7 separate regions of the Mus musculus genome follow, and all the other regions are linked to region 1. The links are chromatin contacts, called in public promoter capture Hi-C maps. All regions are on one chromosome and are shown on one strand. The core of a region is the stretch at or near the end of the contact, and the rest is flanking DNA. Distances in the headings are between cores, read along the strand shown.

What was found. Promoter capture Hi-C pulls out the DNA fragments that hold promoters and counts their contacts. Capture Hi-C pulls out chosen DNA fragments and counts their contacts.
Region 2: a contact with region 1 is called in a promoter capture Hi-C map of hippocampal neurons, with 5 times the contacts expected there. The contact joins the enhancer-like site here to the promoter of Psmc4 in region 1. A contact is called at or near these places in 5 of 39 promoter capture datasets (cranial neural crest, hippocampal neurons, liver and 1 more).
Region 3: a contact with region 1 is called in a promoter capture Hi-C map of cranial neural crest. The contact joins the promoter of Syne4 here to the promoter of Psmc4 in region 1. A contact is called at or near these places in 3 of 39 promoter capture datasets (cranial neural crest, liver and second pharyngeal arch cranial neural crest) and 1 of 115 datasets of contacts at active chromatin or transcription factors (astrocytes).
Region 4: a contact with region 1 is called in a promoter capture Hi-C map of pre-B cells, with 3 times the contacts expected there. The contact joins the promoter of Thap8 here to the promoter of Psmc4 in region 1. A contact is called at or near these places in 5 of 39 promoter capture datasets (cranial neural crest, hippocampal neurons, liver and 1 more).
Region 5: a contact with region 1 is called in a promoter capture Hi-C map of liver, with 2.9 times the contacts expected there. The contact joins the promoter of Capns1 here to the promoter of Psmc4 in region 1. A contact is called at or near these places in 1 of 39 promoter capture datasets (liver) and 1 of 9 other capture datasets (liver).
Region 6: a promoter capture Hi-C map of liver shows a contact between it and region 1, with 2.3 times the contacts expected there. The contact joins the promoter of Zfp146 here to the promoter of Psmc4 in region 1. A contact is called at or near these places in 9 of 39 promoter capture datasets (the 3T3-L1 cell line, the C10 cell line, the SN4741 cell line and 5 more).
Region 7: a promoter capture Hi-C map of adipose tissue shows a contact between it and region 1. The contact joins the promoter of Zfp260 here to the promoter of Psmc4 in region 1. A contact is called at or near these places in 3 of 39 promoter capture datasets (cranial neural crest and liver), 1 of 115 datasets of contacts at active chromatin or transcription factors (astrocytes) and 1 of 9 other capture datasets (adipose tissue).

What each region holds. Positions count from the first base shown.
Region 1 is chr7:28,048,817-28,051,353 of GRCm38.p6, forward strand. Psmc4 (proteasome (prosome, macropain) 26S subunit, ATPase, 4) reads right to left here and starts at 1,276. Exons shown (of 11, transcript NM_011874.2): 1 at 1,167-1,276; 2 at 288-386; 3 at 1-163. The coding sequence starts at 1,202.
Region 2 is chr7:30,346,746-30,349,282 of GRCm38.p6, forward strand. It overlaps 4930479H17Rik (a long non-coding RNA gene), which reads right to left. Exons shown (of 3, transcript XR_881936.2): 2 at 600-1,120; 3 at 1-456. Among named protein-coding and RNA genes, the nearest start is that of 4930479H17Rik, 5.9 kb to the right of the region's middle. Within about 2 kb of position 1,261, at least 29 of the 459 cell types and tissues checked have an H3K27ac peak or open chromatin away from gene starts, as enhancers often do. A contact at or near this core is called in hippocampal neurons, where this site is marked.
Region 3 is chr7:30,313,554-30,316,090 of GRCm38.p6, forward strand. Syne4 (spectrin repeat containing, nuclear envelope family member 4) reads left to right here and starts at 1,263. Exons shown (of 8, transcript NM_153577.2): 1 at 1,263-1,533; 2 at 1,709-1,847. The coding sequence starts at 1,406. It overlaps Alkbh6 (alkB homolog 6), which reads left to right. Exons shown (of 7, transcript NM_198027.3): 7 at 366-750. The coding sequence ends at 629.
Region 4 is chr7:30,278,831-30,281,367 of GRCm38.p6, forward strand. It overlaps Thap8 (THAP domain containing 8), which reads left to right and starts at 1,264. Exons shown (of 3, transcript NR_144498.1): 1 at 1,264-1,650; 2 at 1,778-1,869. Wdr62 (WD repeat domain 62) reads right to left here and starts at 1,580. Exons shown (of 33, transcript NM_146186.4): 1 at 1,326-1,580. The coding sequence starts at 1,502.
Region 5 is chr7:30,193,886-30,196,422 of GRCm38.p6, forward strand. It overlaps Capns1 (calpain, small subunit 1), which reads right to left and starts at 1,268. Exons shown (of 11, transcript NM_009795.4): 1 at 1,121-1,268; 2 at 1-216. The coding sequence starts at 201.
Region 6 is chr7:30,168,476-30,171,012 of GRCm38.p6, forward strand. It overlaps Zfp146 (zinc finger protein 146), which reads right to left and starts at 1,266. Exons shown (of 2, transcript NM_011980.4): 1 at 1,184-1,266. It overlaps Gm5113 (predicted gene 5113), which reads left to right and starts at 1,400. Exons shown (of 3, transcript NR_157376.1): 1 at 1,400-1,739.
Region 7 is chr7:30,093,812-30,096,348 of GRCm38.p6, forward strand. Zfp260 (zinc finger protein 260) reads left to right here and starts at 1,265. Exons shown (of 3, transcript NM_011981.4): 1 at 1,265-1,400.

The DNA.
Region 1 (2,537 bases), core at 26-2,525:
TGTTCTGATCCACAGCTTCCAAGAACTGACCGATGACCAAGGGGATGCTCTGGATCCGCTTCACCTCCTCCTGGGCGTGGAGGAATTCCTTCTTCAGGTTCTTCTGCTCGTCCTTGATATACTCCTCCTGCACTTCCAGGAACTCCAGCTCCTGCTGCAGCTTCTGCACGCACAGGGAGGGCAAAGGGTTGGCTGCAGCCTTGCCGTACCACAGTGGGAGGTGGGGGGGGGGGCGTATGTGATGGGGGATGGGAGGTATGCAGGAGCCAGCTTAGGGTTGAACACACCTTGTAGCGGCTGTACAGGTCCTCCAGGTCTTCAGGTTCGGGTCCCAGAAAGGACAGGCCGGTCTGCGGCCGAGACACGGACAGTGCTGGAATCTCATCCTGTAGACGGTAAAGACAACTTGGTGTTGGAAGCAGAGAATCATCTCGTGAAATCAGCGAAAGCGTTCTTCCTATTTCGCCACCAAGTCACCTATGTCTCCAGTACCTGACATCATTCACTATCTCTCAATAGATACAGGAGCTGCTCAGTCCCCTATGTAGATTGCTAATAGTAGGCCCCTTAAACAAAACTCATCATGAAAGTTTTGCAGCAGCTCCATACCGAACCTTAGCATCCCAGTCCCCTCAAGAGGTTCTAAAAGTCCCATGGATTTTAAAGTCAGAGTCACATTCAGAGTCTCATTACCCAGTTCTTCCCCTCCCCCCCCCAAAAGCTTTCATGTCAGATTCCCAACTCACGTTAAAGCCAAAGGTCACTCAGCCAAACCACAACCAATACTTAACGCCTCACCGTTCACGTCCCAAGCACAGTGAGTCCACTGGTCCCTTGGCCACGAACATACCTAGGCCACGGGGCCCCCATACATCATCCTCCACCTGGTCCAGACCCCAAACCGAAAAGCTAGTAAGCACAGCTCTCCAGGCCTCGCAACCGTTCTGTCTGAAAAGTCTTTAAGTTCAACGCCACTTTCCTCCCGCTCTGCTTTTCTGAGCTTTGCCGCCCTCCTGACAACATGACTACCCCGCCAGGCCCCGGGACCACCCAAAGCTCGACACCGAGGCCTCTGAAACCACCCAGCCCAGAGCTGGGATCCTGAGAACCCCTCAGCACCCCACTCATGTCCAGCTCCCGCTAAGAAACCCAGATCCCCACTGCACCTGAATCTTTTCCACCAAAATGCCTATCTCCTCCATAGTGACCAAGCCGGCCTCAGTGCAGCCCGGCCAGTCACGGCTTCCGCTGACGCCAACGGAAGTCCTTCACATAGAGCATCTTGGGAAACGTAGTTTTTAAGGTACCGCTGCGGGTTGACCTGACGGGCCGGATAACAGGAAGGGCGGGAAACTCTTAGCCCTGGGCTCCGCCCCCAAGATGGGTTCCTGCGCTCTGCGCTCCAGGCGCGCGCGCGCGGACCCGCAAGGATGTTGCGCGTGCGCAGTAACTCTTGTTCTGGCGCCATCCTGCTTCGCGGCCCGTCGCGCGTTGTGAAGGTTTCTCCAGTAGATGGCGCGGCCGAGTTGCTCTTGAAGAAAAGTCTCCAGAGGATTGATTGATTGATTTTAATATTATCCACTTTTTTACTTTCTTGTCTTTACAAAGCCAGCCCCGAACTGAGAATATGAAGATTAATCAAGTCCTGTCCTAACTTGTTAAAAACTCCAGAGCTTTGTTAGAAGGAATTCGCAGACATAACTAAGTATAAGAAACGAGAGGCACTAAAGAAGCCTTTAGTTCCACAGAAGAATCTCTTGACCTTCTCTGGCCGCCACCTGAAGAGAGAAGCAGAGGTCACAGAACGGCGAGGAGCCAATCAGATCGTACCAAAGCTGGAGAAACCGAGGCAGCTGCGAATGCAGATCTTTGCGGAGTCCTGTCGAATCTTTTCTTCTCTGTCCTCTTCACATTATTTTTAGGGGCTGTCAAGATGGCCCAGTGCTGAAGAACACTTGTGGCTCTTCTACAGGACCCGAGTTCGGTTCCCAGCACCCAGGTGGGGCAGCTCACTAGCATCTGTAGGCAACTCCTTCGGTTTCTGCAGGCACCTGCACTCAAGCACACGTCCCCGCTAGCAGAAACACACTTACACATAATTAAACGTTTTGAAAGGATTTTATATTTAGTTACGTGTACATGTGTATATCGGAGTGCGAATTTGTGCACCTGGATTCAGTACATGCAGAAGCCAGAAAAGGGCATAGGAATCTGTGGCACTGGAGTTACAGACTGTGTGCGCCATCTTTTCAGCCTCCTGTTGAGTTTTGATTGTTGTTATGGCTCAGGAACTTTGATATGCTAAGCAAGCCCAGCTAAAATCCTTAGTATGTATTATATTCTCTTCTACAAAGAAGGAAGCTGGTGCCAAGCACTGAAGTCACTTGAGCAACTGGTAAAGCAGGGTTAGAACCTAGATCTGTATTCCTTGTACCAGGGATATACACTACCACACTTCATAACAGCTATAGTTTTTGTTAAGTAAACTTTTTATTGGGGCACAGATAGGTAGCAGGCACAAATCATTATTTTCTAGC
Region 2 (2,537 bases), core at 11-2,510, 2.3 Mb after region 1:
AAGAGCTCCTTAATTCCAAGGTTACCTGACAATCTCAAGCGGAGAAGCTGCGGCTATTCTGTTCAGCACCATGGCCAGCGCCCGACCGCATTTAGAGTCTGCGCAAAGCTTTGTGCTGCTTAGGCAAAGCGGCTCCTTTCCAATAGCCCCGGAGAATTTTGGTTACAAGCAGCCACCTGCTCTGAGTGTGGCTCTGGGCAATGATTTAGCGCCTTCGACCTCCAATTGGTTTCTCTATAAAACTGGGATAATAAAAAGACCTGCCTCCAGGTTGACTGTGAGGAATATATTACATAATGTGCATGCATACATTATATATAAAAGCACTTACCACTTAGCCCATAAAGCCTCACCTATTTATAGGCCTGTGACGCAGCAGTACCAAGGTGTGCACACACCACCATCACCACGCCCAGCCACTACTGCTGCCAAAGAGGTGGTCCAAAGCTTGCAGACCTGCCCAGCAAAAGGCAACTCGTAGGTGCCAAGGCTCTCCTGCTCAGTGGGTCCCGGGGACTCGAACTTAGGTCGTCAGGCTTAGCAACCAGTGAGATGAAGAGCCATCTCACCGGCTCTAATTTTAAATTTAATTCACCTACTTGATTTTGAGACAGGATGTTATGCTTGTCTCGCACATCACTATGAACTTCTGTGTGTCTGCTTCCACTTCCAGAGTGCTGAGAGAATAGGCAAGTACTGGGGATCAAACCCAGGGCTTTGTACATCCTAGGCAAGCACTCTATCAACTGGGTGCGCCCCACCTCCAGTCCCTCATGTAGGACTTATAAATCACTGTCAGGACTCTGGCGCTGCTGGCAGGCGGGGTGATTGCACTGGGGGATTTTGAGTAGAGAAGGGACATGATTCGAATTTTAAAAACGGTCTCGGGGCGGCTTCATGAGGAATAGAATGTAGTTTTGTAATTTTTCCCGACCCTGATCCTCAACAGGTCTTCTCGCTTCTCCAGGCCCTGGCGGTCCCTGCCACCCTTGAGCAGCAGTAGTTGGTACCCTTGTGTCTTGCTTGCTGACAAGAATGTCCAATCATCAGTGCCACCGGATGAATGGCATATCATGGGAACTTGATTGGTCACCCGCATTCTGCTCTACACCTGCCGTTCCTGGAAGGAAGGGTTCAAGATGTAAGAATACTGACAGGCAGGTTATGTGCAGCAGGAGGCCCATTACCCCAGAAAGCTGACTGCGAGTCGCCCGGCCGTAGCCGCGGCATCACCGCGAGCGCCCAGCAGGTGGCGCCGCGGCGTTGGGTCCAGGCAGGCTCGCCCACGTGGATTCCTCAGCAGCCCTCGGGCACTGGGCGCCGGCTCATTGGTACTGACAGTAGCACCACCATCGGGGCCCTTCGGGCGGTGGCAACACACACACACAGCCGGAAGTCGGGTTTCTCAGCGCCCCCGTTTTCCAAGAAAGCTGTGATTAAGCGGCGGCCCTAGAAACCCACAAACGCAGCTGTTGAGTCTGAGTGAACCCGGAGCGCAGAGGAGGGAACCAGAATAGTTGGGTAAATTGGGAGGCCATTCCGCCAGGTTTGAATCCCCACTGTCTTTTTCAAGCCATGGGAACTTGAACCATACACCTAACTTCTGTGGGCTCTGGTTCCCTCATCTCAAAAAGCTGCTACACACACACACACACACACACACACACACACTTCACAGAGCTGGGAGAGATGGCTTACTTTTTCTGGTCTGCCTGCCTTATTATGCTTCCAGAACCAGTTTGTCGTATCTACTGGCACAGTCTGTCAATAGATCTTGTCCTAACCAGCCAGAATCGCGTCCAAAGAAATTCCACTTTCACTGAGCCATGTCAGGCAGCCTTTCCACCCTTGGCTCTGAGGTCACCAGCCATCGTCTTTGTACATCCACATGTCTGTGGGAAATCCAGAGCATCAAGGTGTTCGAGCAGGTATGAAGGCAGCGATGACCGAGTATTAGAGGGCCTCTTGACCCTCTTCCCTGTGGGCACACTCCCAGAAATGGATAGGATAGGTAGGCTGGGGCTCTTGCCTATCGGGACCCAGGGGGAGCTGTGTATACTACAAGTCACTTGTGTACCATCTTTAAGCTTGGTCCTGGCCCTCATCACGCTCCCTGAAGCAGCAAGGGATGTGTGGCTCCAGTCTGACCTGTTACCATCAGGTTGGAATTGTGGGGTTAGAGACTAGAGGCAGATGGCGGAAGAGGGGGGGAAGAGGGATTGGTTGAGGAGGTGAGACATGTTGGAGATGAACAGGCACATGACGAGGGAATGTTGAGGAATTACAAGGAGGAGGGAGAGGAGGAAGAGGAGGATGTGAGGGAAGGGCAGAGAGGGACGAGTGGGGAGAGAGTCAGGAAGGAAGGGAAGGAGACTTGGTGGGGAAGGAGAGAAGGAGAGAGCTTATTTGAGAGACATTAGGACTAGAAAAGGGTCTTTGAGTATAGAGAACTGGTTTGATCGTGTTTGGAGGGAGCAGAGGCTCTATATTCCTGTAAACAGAAGAATGGGGCAAAGCGGTCAAGTGAGGAAGCCGAC
Region 3 (2,537 bases), core at 13-2,512, 2.3 Mb after region 1:
GTATTAGAGCCTGACCCCAGCAGTGCACCCCCAGATTAGCTCTGCGTAAGTATCCCTAGGACTGCCCATGTCTGTCCCAGCCCCTCAGATGCCAGCTGAAGCTCCCACAATGTAGTAGCCCTTTATGTCTTAAAATGCAGCATAGGCCCTGTCTCCTCCCAAAGAACTGGACACACACACACACACACACACACACACACACACACACACACGGCGGGCCAATAGTCTTGTCCCCAGAACCTATAGATTACCACTCCTGAGGGCCTGCTGACCCTTGTCCCCTGACCAGCTACGGATGCCCGCTGACTTTTCACACACTCCCAAACTCTGGATATCCATTTACCATTATCAACTGATTCCCGCAGCCCAGGCCTCCTCAACGGCCCATCACCTCGCTGCTGGTGGAACCACGGAGCCTGCTGGTGCTCCGGGGCACAGCTTACACACGCCTGCTCCACGGCATCTCAGCTACCCGTGTGGATGAGCTGGACGCCACCTCGCTGCCACCCAATGCCACCGCTTGCAAGTCAGCGCTGCCCGGAGCCCACCTGGTGCGCGGCACCCGTGTCTCACTGACCATTCGCCGCGTGCCCCGTGTGCTGCGCGCCAGCCTCCTGCTGAGCAAGTGACCACCAGGTTCTAAGACCTTGGAACCCTAGGGCAGAGGTAGCTGTCCAGGGTTATTTATTTCCCCAGTAACTATGGAAACCATGGAGAAGACACCATTCCAAATAAACAGAAAATACCTTTACTCGTTTTGGATTTTTTTTTTTTTAACTAGATGGGAAGAGATACTTCAGTTTCTTTCTCTCTGCCCCCCCCTCCCCCTTCAATACTGGAGATAGAACCTAGGGCTTCTTGGATGCTAGACAAATGCTGTACCACTAAACTACAACCCAGGCAACAATTGCATTATTTTTTAGTTTTGCAATAGGGCTTCCATAAGTTGCCTAGGCTGGCCTTGAACTTGAGACCAGCTTGCCTGAGGTGACAGGCTTTAGCTGCCAGGTGCTGGGACTTTTTTTCAGTATCCTTATACCTGAGACTTTAAATGAATGGGACGGGCCCTGAGACACAGGTGTCCCTGAAGGTGACAGGATCCAAGGTCTTGAGATGGGTGACGTTTTCTCTCAAAGCCCCACGATGGCGAGCGGGTGGTATTGGAAGGTTTAGGTTCTCCTGCTGGGGAGGAAGGAGTTAAATGCCTCCGCACCTCAGCCAGGCATCAGATTTCTCTAGTCCAGGTTCTTCCAGGAAGGGGTGGAGCTAGGCTGGCCCCTGGGCCCCTCAGTAGCCTCGGACTTAGGCTGTGAGTCCTGCTGAGAAAGCATGGGGGTCTGGACTGTCTAAGAAAGCGGCTGCTGTTACTGGACATCCTCACCTGACGATCCCCAAGTGCACGGCCATGGCCCTGGTTCCACCTCTTGGCCGTGAATTCCCGCCAGAGCCTGTGAATTGTCCCCTGGCAGCTCCTAGAGAGCTGGATGTTGTCGGAGGGACCATCTGCCCTGCACCTGAGGAAGAGACAAGCAGGTGGGGACTGGGGCTTGATAGTGGTTCCGAAGGAGGGAGGGAGGGAGGGAGGGGTCTGTGGGAAGGGCCATGTGTGACTGACTGAAGAAGGACATGGAGAAAAGTGGGCATATGGTGAGGTGGAAAAGGAGACACTGTGCCTCACAGGTGGCCCATCAACCTTTCTCCTCTCTAGGCCAGAGCAGGTCCAGGCCTCCTTGGGCCTGCCTGAGCATTGCATGGGTGAACTGAAGAGCACTGAGTCTGCCACCAGCCCCTCAAGACTCCCCCTGGCCTCTTCCCATGAGCATCAAGACGGGGGCAAGCCCTGTGAGGTGAGCTGAGCACACCCTCTGTTCCAGTCCCACTTCCTGTCTGTCCCCCGGAATCTGCCCCTTGCTCAGATGATATGATTCTGGGGGGTGCTGTGGAGGAAGGGACACCGTAAGGACATCTGGTTGCCAATCAGTATTTCACTTATTTTTAATCGTTTTGTGTATTTACTCTGTGTGCCTAAGTGTGAGCAGGGATACAGGCACATCATGCGTGCCGGTGCCAGTGTCTCTCAGTCACTTTCCACTATGTGACAGAGTCTCCCATTGAACCTGGCTAGGGTGGCTGGTGAGTGAGCGCCACGAATCTGCCTCCAGTCACTGACCAGCCGGTGCCACATGCTTGGTTCTTTGAGCACTTGCTTGTACAGCAAACATTTTATCAACTGAGCCATCTCCCCGGTTCCCCCGACCTCCTTATTTGAGATATGCTTTCACTGTGTAGCTCAGGCTGCCCTTGAACTTTCAGTTCTCTTGCCTCAGAGAACTGGAGTTACATTTTATCATCTCCAAGCTGGACATATTTCCACGTTTTACCAAGTAGGAAATGAGAATTTTATTAATAACCCCATTCCTTTTGGGGGTACTCTGCTCCATTATCCTTCCTAGTTTAGACCCATATAAAGACCTTTCTAGAAGGCTCGGGAACCTGGAAATCTTAAATTAGATGTCTTCAGCCTTGGTGTAAAGGGC
Region 4 (2,537 bases), core at 14-2,513, 2.2 Mb after region 1:
CCTCCAGGTGTAGGAGATAGGAGTGAGTCTATTTCAGATTATTCATTACACTAAGTATTGTTATTTCTTTATATGTCTCGATGGAAAAACATGTTTTTGCCATGTGTGTCACTTGTCCTTGTGACTCCTCTTAACCCTCAGGGTACAAACTGTCTGCTGCTCAGACTAAAGTTGGCTACTACAGGAGACTTTAGCTTGCCTCATTTATGACTCCATTCTCCCAGGTCCCACTGCCTCTAGACTAGTAGCCAATAGCTCCGTAGGTAAAAGCCCTTGGGGCCAAAGCTGACTCTGGGAGAATGAACTCTCAAAAGTTGACCTCAGCCAGTCTGGTCTACACAGCCAGTTCCAGGTCAGCCAAGGCTACACGGAGAAACCCTGACCAAAAAAAAAAAAAAAAAAAGTTTTACTAATAGCATTCCTTCTACCCAAAGTCATTTCTTTCTGTGACTCAAATTTTGTGGAACTGTTTTGTACACCCTGCTCCCCAGGCAGCAGTGCTAAGATTTTTACATTCTCCATAATTTTAAGCCGTAAGTAGATAAAAATCAGTTCTAGTGAAGGAACAGGAAAGAAATCAGGAACAGAAAAAGGAAGGAAGACCAAGAAATGTTACGCAAATAAGCCAGGCAAGTACTCCGGAGGCAGAAAGGTAGATCTCAGAGCTCACAGCCAGCCTGCTGGTCTACAGAATGAATTCAGTCACAAAGAAATCCTGTCTCAAAAGGAAAAAACAAACAACAAAAACAAAAAACAAAAAAACCACAACAATATAACAACAACAACAAAACCCACAACAATATAACAACAACAAAACCAGGGGAATGTTAACCAAATAGGGGCCTGGAAGAGCACACCTTACCCCGAGGCGCTACAGAGGAGGCGTGGCAAGAGCCAACAGGCCAGCCTCTCGCTCAGACTCCGATACAGCACACTGGTGGCTGCAGTGGTCCCCAGCCCTATTCCAATAAAATCAAAGACACACTGGAATGAAAGGGATAAGTGTCTTAGGTCACTCACTGAACAGTAAAGTGATATTAGAGATGATTTGTAAATGCAAAACCATTTCCCGGGAGTTAGAACTAAAATAAAGCAATGTGCCAACTCTAAGTGGAGCCAGAAAGATGGGCAGCACCAAACCCTGAAGCCAGCAGGAACGCAGGGGGAAAGCCTCTGCCAAGGGGGCGGGGCTTCCGGACCAGGCGGGCCTGGGAAGCCGCCTGAGGGAGCAAATAAAGAAGCGATGGGAGGGACCGAGGCCCCGAGGCGGGACCAAGGTGGCAGAGAAGCCCGGAGTTGGGTAAACAGGACGACCAGCCTCTCACCCGGTTCTGCACAGTGTCCTCGGGAGCCGCCGCGAGTCGCGTCCGCCGCCGGAGGCAGAGCGGTGGGGCAGGAGGCGGGGAGGACTGGTTTCTCCGCGCCGGAACTCCCGCCATGACAGAGGACAGCTTTTCTATCGTGTCACTCCGCGTATAACCTCCGGCCGCTAAGGCAGCCATCATGCTGTCGGAGACCAGTGTCCGTTACGCTTCTTAACAGCCGCCTGTAGCCAGCACCCACTCGAATAGCGAATGGCCGCGGGAAAGCCGGCGCCACCGCCCATTGGACGCAGCCGGCACCCCGGCTGGCCAATCACAAAGCTTCCGGGTAGGCTCATTGCCCAATGGGAGATAAGAGGCGGAGCTAAAGGAAGGTGGGGCCAGGGCCTGTCTATTTCACTGCTTACTGAGTCTGGCTGGGTTTCTCTACTAACCTGTGCTTTCTCTGTTCATAGACACACAGCTTTTAACTTTGATGGAGCTCATCCTGTCTTTTGCAACAGTCCCGGGAAGTTATTCAAGCTGTACCAGTCTCATGGATATAGGGGTAGGGTGAAGCCAAAGAGCCGTGGGCTTGGGGTCGGGAACAACACCGCCCTACTCTTGCCTATACAAATAGTGAGGTTTAGGATTGCGAAGATTGTAGCCAGCTGCTCTCCATCCCGTGATTGGGGCGTAGCCGCGGTAGCACGAGGAACATTTTGTACGCATGCGCCCTCAGTTTCCCCTGTCACGTGTTGCAGTGTTGCTCTTCCCTGGGATGACGTGAGGCGGATGGATTGCTCGGGGACCCGGACAGGGTTTGGCCCAGACTCAAGTGTTATTGCTGACTGGGCAGGACTGGCCAGGGTAGGACAGCTACACATAAGTACATTAGGGCTCCAACACTTTGGGGCGCCTGGGCAGGGACAATTGGCCTGGGAGATTCGAACATGGGGCGTGGCCCTGGGAGGGGCGGGGTTGGTCCAGCTTTGAGTCTTGGGAGCTACTGCTATGAAGCTGTAGATAGTTCATTGCTACCTTGGGAGCGGAAGGGGTGAGAGGGATGTGCACACACATCATTCTCCCTGTTCATTTTTTGGCTTATTTTTCTCTTTAAACGGTTTTCTGGGGCATCACAGGTTGAGGTATGCAACGGTGTCCCCACCACTAGAATGTCAGCCCCTCCCTGAAGCCAACAAATTTTATCCCATTTCCTGTTATTCCTAGGTTGCT
Region 5 (2,537 bases), core at 18-2,517, 2.1 Mb after region 1:
GCTAATGACTCCGCCCAGGATGCGCATGGCAGTTCCACCGCCTCCGCCACCTCCTCCCAGTCCCATGCCTCCACCGCCACCGCCGCCGCCGCCAGCAGCTCCGCTGATCAGGCCTCCGAGCACATTCCCCAGGCCCCCGCCCAGACCCCCGCCTCCCCCACCGCCACCGCCGCCCTTCAAGAACGAATTCACCAAGAACATGATCGCAGCTGAGTCCTGTAAAGTAAAAGGGGTGGGTCGGGTAGTGGCCTTGCCAGGAGCCCAGCCCTTCCCGCAAAAAAAAAAAAAAAAAAAAAAAAAAAAGCAAGCATTTCCGGCAACTAGATTGGGGAGGAAACTAAGGCCTCGAGATGGGGACAGAGCCTCTAGCTAGGGGTCTGGACAGGTGATAGGAGATGTGAAACCTCCTAGGGTCTAGAAAGTACCCTGGCCCAGGCTTGACTGCATATATATAGGCATGAGGACAGGGGTACAGCTGGGCGTGCGTGGTAGCGCTCTACTGTAATCCCAGAAATTGGGAGGCTGAGGCTGGAGGACCAGTTCAAGGCCAGCCTCGGCTACAGCGCCTGCCTGCTTTACCCTGTCTTGAGGCAGCGGGAAAACAGGGGATTCTCGTGTAGAAACCCTAAGGTGTGTAAAACCGAACGTGTCTCAGATCCAGGCCTTCCAAAATTAAGCTCAGGGTAGGGATGACCCAGGGCTGACCAGGAAGTTCCTAATGTGGATTAAGACATTCAGATACTCTCGACAGAGGGACTACACTGTCACTACGGGATCTGTGGGCTCCGGCCAAAAATTATGGCTGTGCGCCCGGAGGATCCTGGATAACGGAGTTCTTCCCACCGCAAATGGGAACCACGATCTCGGATTGTGGTTCTAGACGCCCAAAATAATTTCCGGGTATCTCTCTGATCTTTGGGCTTATATTTTTTGGTCGTCAGATCCGGGATGGTAAGGAGTGTTCTGGAGGGGCTGACAGGCCCGATGGTTCGAATCTGAGAACACCGGTCCTAGGACCCCCCAAGGGCCAAGACTTTAGGGTCTCGCCAGATCTGAGGACTACGGATTCCGGATCTACAGGGTGCAGGGGTGCTGGACTGGAGTGTCCCGTCTCACTTACGGATCCGGCGGTCCGCGGTCTTGCTCGCCTGCTGCAGGGCCTCCGCTGTGTCCGGTTCGGGAGGGCGGGGCCGGTGACTCAGGCAGCTACTCCGGGTTAGACCCTGCCGCCACCCAGCCGTCGTCTGCGCGGTCCTAGAGCCTCCATTGCAGACTGCGCCTGCGCGGGAGGGTTATGGTTGCAAGTCTCTGCTTAGCTCATCCGTCCCCATACACACACTGCTGGAAATTCAACGCTGTCCAGATTAAATAGCTTTGAGTACGAATAAATTATTCTAACGCCCAGGTACTGGAGCCTCCAGGAACTAGATACAGGGTACCCGGTCACCGTTGCAGTATATAGTTGCAAAAAAGGACTTCAGTTGTCATTCATTCATTCATTCATTGTGCACTTTGAGACAGAGGTTTGTTAAACATCCTCTAAATGATGACCTAAAGCCCTAGCTAACCTCGAACTTGAAACAATCCTCCTGCTTCTGTTTCCCGAATGCTAGGAATCTACATCTTAAGTTTACCATCAGTTTGTGCCTCTCACCCAGGTCGCTGTTGGGCTTCTAGTCTGGCTGTCTGGCCACTCCCTAGGAACTATATAAACCTCGGTTTGAGTCTTTATTGCTCATCCCTAAAACAGTGACCTGGTGTCTCTGAGTAATGACCTCCTCATGTGTAAGGCGGGAACATAGCCAGGCGTGATGACACACACCTGTAAAACCAGCACTGGGAGGTGAGGGCAGGCAGCCATTCTCAGTACATAACAAGTTTGTGACCGGCTTGGGCTACATGAGACCCTAGAGGACACTAGGGTAAGCCCCTATCAGAATTAAGTGATAAATACATAGTAAATGGCAGCTCTTCTGTTAGTCCCTATGTCGCCATGTTGTTCCCTCAGCTGGGAGCTCACCTGGTTCCCTTAGCTCGTTTACTCTTGCTCATCCTTAAACAACATCGACAAATACCTGCCGGTCCCTAAATACTCTCCACTCACTAGGTTGTGTGTCCTCGAAGCAGGCCTGTGGGATAGGTCTGTTATTGTCCCCATTCTATGTATAAGTAAACTGAGGTTAAACAACCAGTCTGCTTTACCTGTTCAAAGAATCTCCGATAACTTAATATGATAATCAGTCAAATAAGATCTCAGCAGACAAGACCGTAATTGCACTAACGCCACCTAAGGGCTTGCTGGGACCAGGCCAGGTAATCATTGCTCAAACCTGTGTGTGTGTGTGTGTGTGTGTGTGTGTGTGTGTGTGTGTGTGTGTGTGTGAAGCAAGATTTAACCTGTCGAAACCGGAAACTCTAAAAGGCGGGAGCACAGAGGGTGGCGACCCAGGCCTAAGCCTTAGCGGATAAATCATTTGGTGATGACTAATGTGGATTCCCTCTCTGCCACACCCCTCCCTGCCACACTGAGCAGTCTG
Region 6 (2,537 bases), core at 16-2,515, 2.1 Mb after region 1:
TTTTTTGTTTTTACAATGTATCAACTAGTGGCAGCTATTCATAAATTTGAAAGCTACCCACTTGCAAATCTTAATCAGGTACTGCTTAACTTTTACCATTAGGAGAAAAGCCAAAGCTGCGGATGTCTTTAATGACTGCCACAGCAGGGAGAAGTAGTTTTTCACATGTGCTACACAATTCACAGAACTGTACTCGTGAAGGAGTTATGACATCTACGATATAGCACAGTAATCACTAAGTTTTTTTCAAAAAACTAAAAACATGGACCAGTGAGAGAGCTTGGGGGGGGGGGTGTGCAAAGGCGCTTTGCTTCCAAGGCTGACAACCTGGATTCCGACCCTAAACCCACATGATGGAGGACAGAACCGACTGTGGCAAGCATGCCCACACAAATAAATGTATATATATATATATATATATATATATGCTTTAAATGAGGAACTGTGCCTAACCTAAATCTAAATTAGACCCCTTAATCCTGGGTTTTTAGTGAAATGACGCTCTTCAAACCGAAACTCGAATTTGCCTAACAGCTCTATTAAAGTACCTCAAAAATCAGAAATGAAGTCTATGGCTGGCACCCCCGGGACAAACAATTCCAAACCAAATGTTTCCTTAATTAAGCATGACAGAGTAATCTGTATTCTACCTCCATTCATAAACAACCGCGTTTTAGTACACAGATCGTCTTTTAAAATCTAAACATGTTTACTAAGGCTTTCTGCACATATCACGAAATGCATTTGCGTATAAAACTCACCATCAATAAATACAGTTTTAAAAGTATTTAACCCTTAGCTTCATCCCACCTTTCAAGTAATCAAATAAAACGGATGCTCTTCGGGAAGATGGCCCCGTTATAATTATCAGCACTTTCGACTCGGGAACTACCGCGCAGACGTGATACTTCAACATGGGTCTCCTCATTGCCTCGTGAAGCATAGCCACCCACAATCCTACACCCAGCTCCACACCCACTCAATCATTCCAAATAGTGGGTCAAACTTTGCAGTCAAATTCGGTCTCAAACGCTCAAGCTTTCCTCAGAGGCCCCCACCTCCGCCTTCACCAAGATCCAATGCTCTTCAGCCCACTCCCTGAACCCCGCGCTACACCTCCAAAGATCGGAAACACTGCCCTCCAACCTCCCGAACCCACCGACCCAGGACGCCCAGATCCCACCTCCTACTTTGGCGCCACGTGGACACGACGGCCGTGCTGACCCGCGGACAAAGACCAAAATGTCCACTCGCTGCCCCTGCGTCTGCGCACTCAGGGAGTGAGTGAGCACTCCCAGAAGTCTCCGCGACATCTCAGGGCTTGTTCACTGAAGCCTAGCCAGGCTGTTGTCTATTATCAGCAATACTGCTTTTACGACTTTGGACTACACTTCCCACAAGGCACTGCGGGTTGCTTATCCGTCTCCCACGCACAAACCTGGCCGCCTCTTGTGATTTGGGGTTTCTTAGAGTAGATTGTTGTCACTTGGACCCAAATAAGCTCACGCCTGGTAAGATGTTTGGAGTGGGGACTTCCTCTTTGGTACTTCACGGGCGGCGTCTCAATAATACACTGAGCCCAGACCCCAAGGTGAAAGGACACCATCTTTGTCCGGGGCTGATGTGGCTATGGACTACGTTTCCCAGAGTCCATAGCGAGCTGACATTGTAGCTCAACTTTGATGAAACCTTTACCTTTGGCTGAAGCAGGATGCGCGCGCCTTCTACTGAGACCCAAGGTAAATGGTCTGGGGAGTACTGAACGGGGGTGGGGAACAGGCGTGTCCTGAACGGGGTTGTGCACGCTGAAGCAGGACTGGGCTGCGGGATTCTAATTGTGGTTTTGATTGTGGTGGTGACCGGTTGTCAGTGCTTACAAGTAGTGTGCTGTTGTAATCACCTGTCTCCAAGGTGTATATCTGATTGTTGCTGTGCAAACATATGTGATGTTATGTGTTCCGGGATCTTGTGGTTGTGGAAGTGGTATCCCGTGGTCCTGTAGTGTGTTGTGTGCTCGATAACCTTTATTCCTGGGGTTGTGTGGATATAGTTGTAGCTGTGACTGTGTATCTCTGGGTTAAGTGACCTTGTGTAGTACTGTGTGCAGTGTTCTGTGTCCGTGGCTCTGCGTCGGCAGTGCGTGAGTATCCTTGTGTTCTTGGAGAGAAGGGAGAAAGAAGGAGGAGGACTTTGTGACAGTGTGTAATACTGTGTGTATGCGGGTGTGGACTATCTTTGCTAAAGAGTGACTGGCCCCTGAGTGAATGTTCAGTTATGGCTGGATGATGCAGAGTACTGTGCCTTCTGCGTGCCACCATGTGTGATTGTGACTATGTAAGGAGGACCTTTAGGGATGTTAGGGAAGTGATTGTACCACAGTGGCAAGCAAACTGACTGGGATGCCTAGGTGGGTAAAGTTCTTGTGGCACAAGTCAGTTGTCATACTGTGTTTGTAATTATCCTGTAATCCAAGCTCCTACAGAATTCAGAGACAAGCATTTCCAAAACCTCTCAGATGAACTAGCTGGGAGTGTGTA
Region 7 (2,537 bases), core at 15-2,514, 2.0 Mb after region 1:
ACAGTTCACGGTGGCACCTTTTTGGTTTCACACTGGGCTGTTTGATAAGGAGAGAGGCAGAAGCCTAGAGGTCAGGAGAGCAGAAAACCAAGCATGGTGGACAAGAGGTCAAACGGGCTAGATTATATAGGGAAGAGAAGCTGGGGAAGGGACAGCCCAACTCTGGTGGGAGATTTCAGGGTAGGAGGCAGGGTAGCCCAGGACAAGCACAGGTAGCCAGGCCCCACCTCTATACTAATCTAATGGCCTGGCCCAGTCCCTTGATGTGCAAGAGTATTCAGGGCCAGCCTTCTAGACTGTTCTACCACTGAGAAGGCTGTTTCCAGCCCCTTGAGATACAGACAAGATCCACTCTATAGAGGAAAAAAGGGCGGGGGCGGGGGGAAGAATCCCAGGCCGCCCTGGAAGCCCCGCCTCCTTTCCCCCCAAACCCTATATAATGCCTGCCTCCTGTTCTGTTCTTTGTTGATTCTCTCCCAAGCAAAGGCACCCAACTTCTTGAGGCTTTCCTAATACATCTCTCCCGAGGTTTGCTGTAGGGTGTGACTTTGTGGTATTCCTTGGCTCCCAACTGTAGGATAGCTTTCCCTTTAGAGCTGTAACACCTTCACCAGGCCATCAGCTGCTTTGATATGTTAACAGGCATCTCAGCCATTTGCCCCAGTTTTGGGACCTAACACTCAGGTAACGCATTAACAAACCTCCCACAGGACCCCACAACTCACCTGCATACTGCTTTCCACATTGTTACACACTGTCACAACCCTAGGACATACGGCTACAAAAATTACAATTTCACAATAGTTCATTTTCCTGATTGTTTAGTCTGAACCCAATTATCAGTCTCAATTCCAGCCTGGCTTCAGTTTGTGATACTGTAGCAATCGCTTCCTTAACACCAGAGTCTGATACAACTCTCTGCAGAGCTGCCAACTATCAGCCTGAGATGCCTTCTGGGAAATGTAGTTCAGCAGTGCGCCACGGTGGCCAAGATGGCGTCCTCTCCCGTAAAACCCAGAGGATTGCGCCTTACTGGGAATCTCGCCCTGGAGGCAAGGAAAAGCCTATTCTGTGAGTTTAAGCTGCACTCATTACACACCTTGGCACACCATTGTCCTTTGCGGTAACACAGTGTAAAAGTGGTAGTATCTGAGTTCCAACCTTTTACTACTTATCCACTGGGAAAAGTTCTCGGGAGAGTGGAGGGGAAATTAACTAGAACCCCTGAGACTTCTGGGAAATGTAGTTCACAGTTAAAAAGAGAGCGAAAGAGAGAGACTAGAATGGAAAAAGATCCTCTAGTTCAGAGCCCTGGTGGGCAGAGACCTCTGGGAGTGCTAGCTCACTGAAGGAGTGCGCAGGCGCAGGCTTCGTGGCTCGCCATCGTCGCCTTTGTCTGGGTGAGTTTGATTTCGGGGTCTGTAGGACCGGGATTTTCCCAGACTGAGTAAAGGCAAAGGAGCTGTGGGGGAGGGTTTACCCACCTGCCCGGGCGAGGATGCCTGAAGGGGCGAAAACGCCTACTGTGATGGTGGAGCTGAGAACTTGGGTGGATGGGGGCTGGGGAGATCAGAAACCGGGGTGGGTTTGCGGGCGGGGTGAGCATACGTGTAAGGGTGTGTTTTGGTTTGTTTCGAGTGAGCGAGAAACTGGTTTCAAGTTTGTAAAAATACAGGGGTGGTTTTCTAATACATGTCGCATTTATTTTAAAAATAAAAACGAGGTGTTTTTTTTTCTTCTGGAAAACAGGAAAGGGAAAAAGATAATTGAGTGAGTAGTTTTAAACCTGGTTTTTAAAAATCAAAACAAGTCTACAGTAAAAAAATGAAACCAACGTTCCTTTGAAAAATATTCTTTGTAACAAAGATTTCCAATAACTCGTTATTGGATGCCTACACATCTGTAGGCATTAACTTGCTACTTGGAAAAACCAGATGAGCTAGTTTTGAGTAGTCCCAAATTTACGGACTAGCCCTTAGAATGTACTTTTCACTGCTGCAGATGGGATTGAATCAGTAAGGTAATTAATTGTCCCCCCTTTAGCACAGAGAGGTCAAGAAAGCTATTTAATTTAGCACTCTGATTTGTCAAAGGACAGGGCTCGTGTGTGTGTGTGTGTGTGTGTGTGTGTGTTGCCTGAATATATGTGTACGTGGAACCTGCAGAGGCCAAAAGAAGACATTGGATCCCCTGGAACTGGAATTATAGACAGTTGTGAGCTGGCATGTGGGTACAGGGAGTTGAACTAGAGTCCTTTGGAAGAACAGCCAGTGTTCTTATCCACTGAGCAATCCCTTCAGCTCCAAATTAAGACTCCTAATTTGTCCAGATTTATCCATACCAAGTAGCTTTTGTTAACATACAGATTTTCTTCTGAGTAGTTTTTGGTCAGTCTTTAAAACATGACAAACAACAAAAAATGGTCTGCGTTCATAGTCCTGCTTGTCCTGGAACTCTCGAGATAGGCTTCCCAAGTGCTGGGACTAAAGGCATGCGCTGTTATAGCTGGCTCATCATCGTTTTGCTTTCATTTCTCC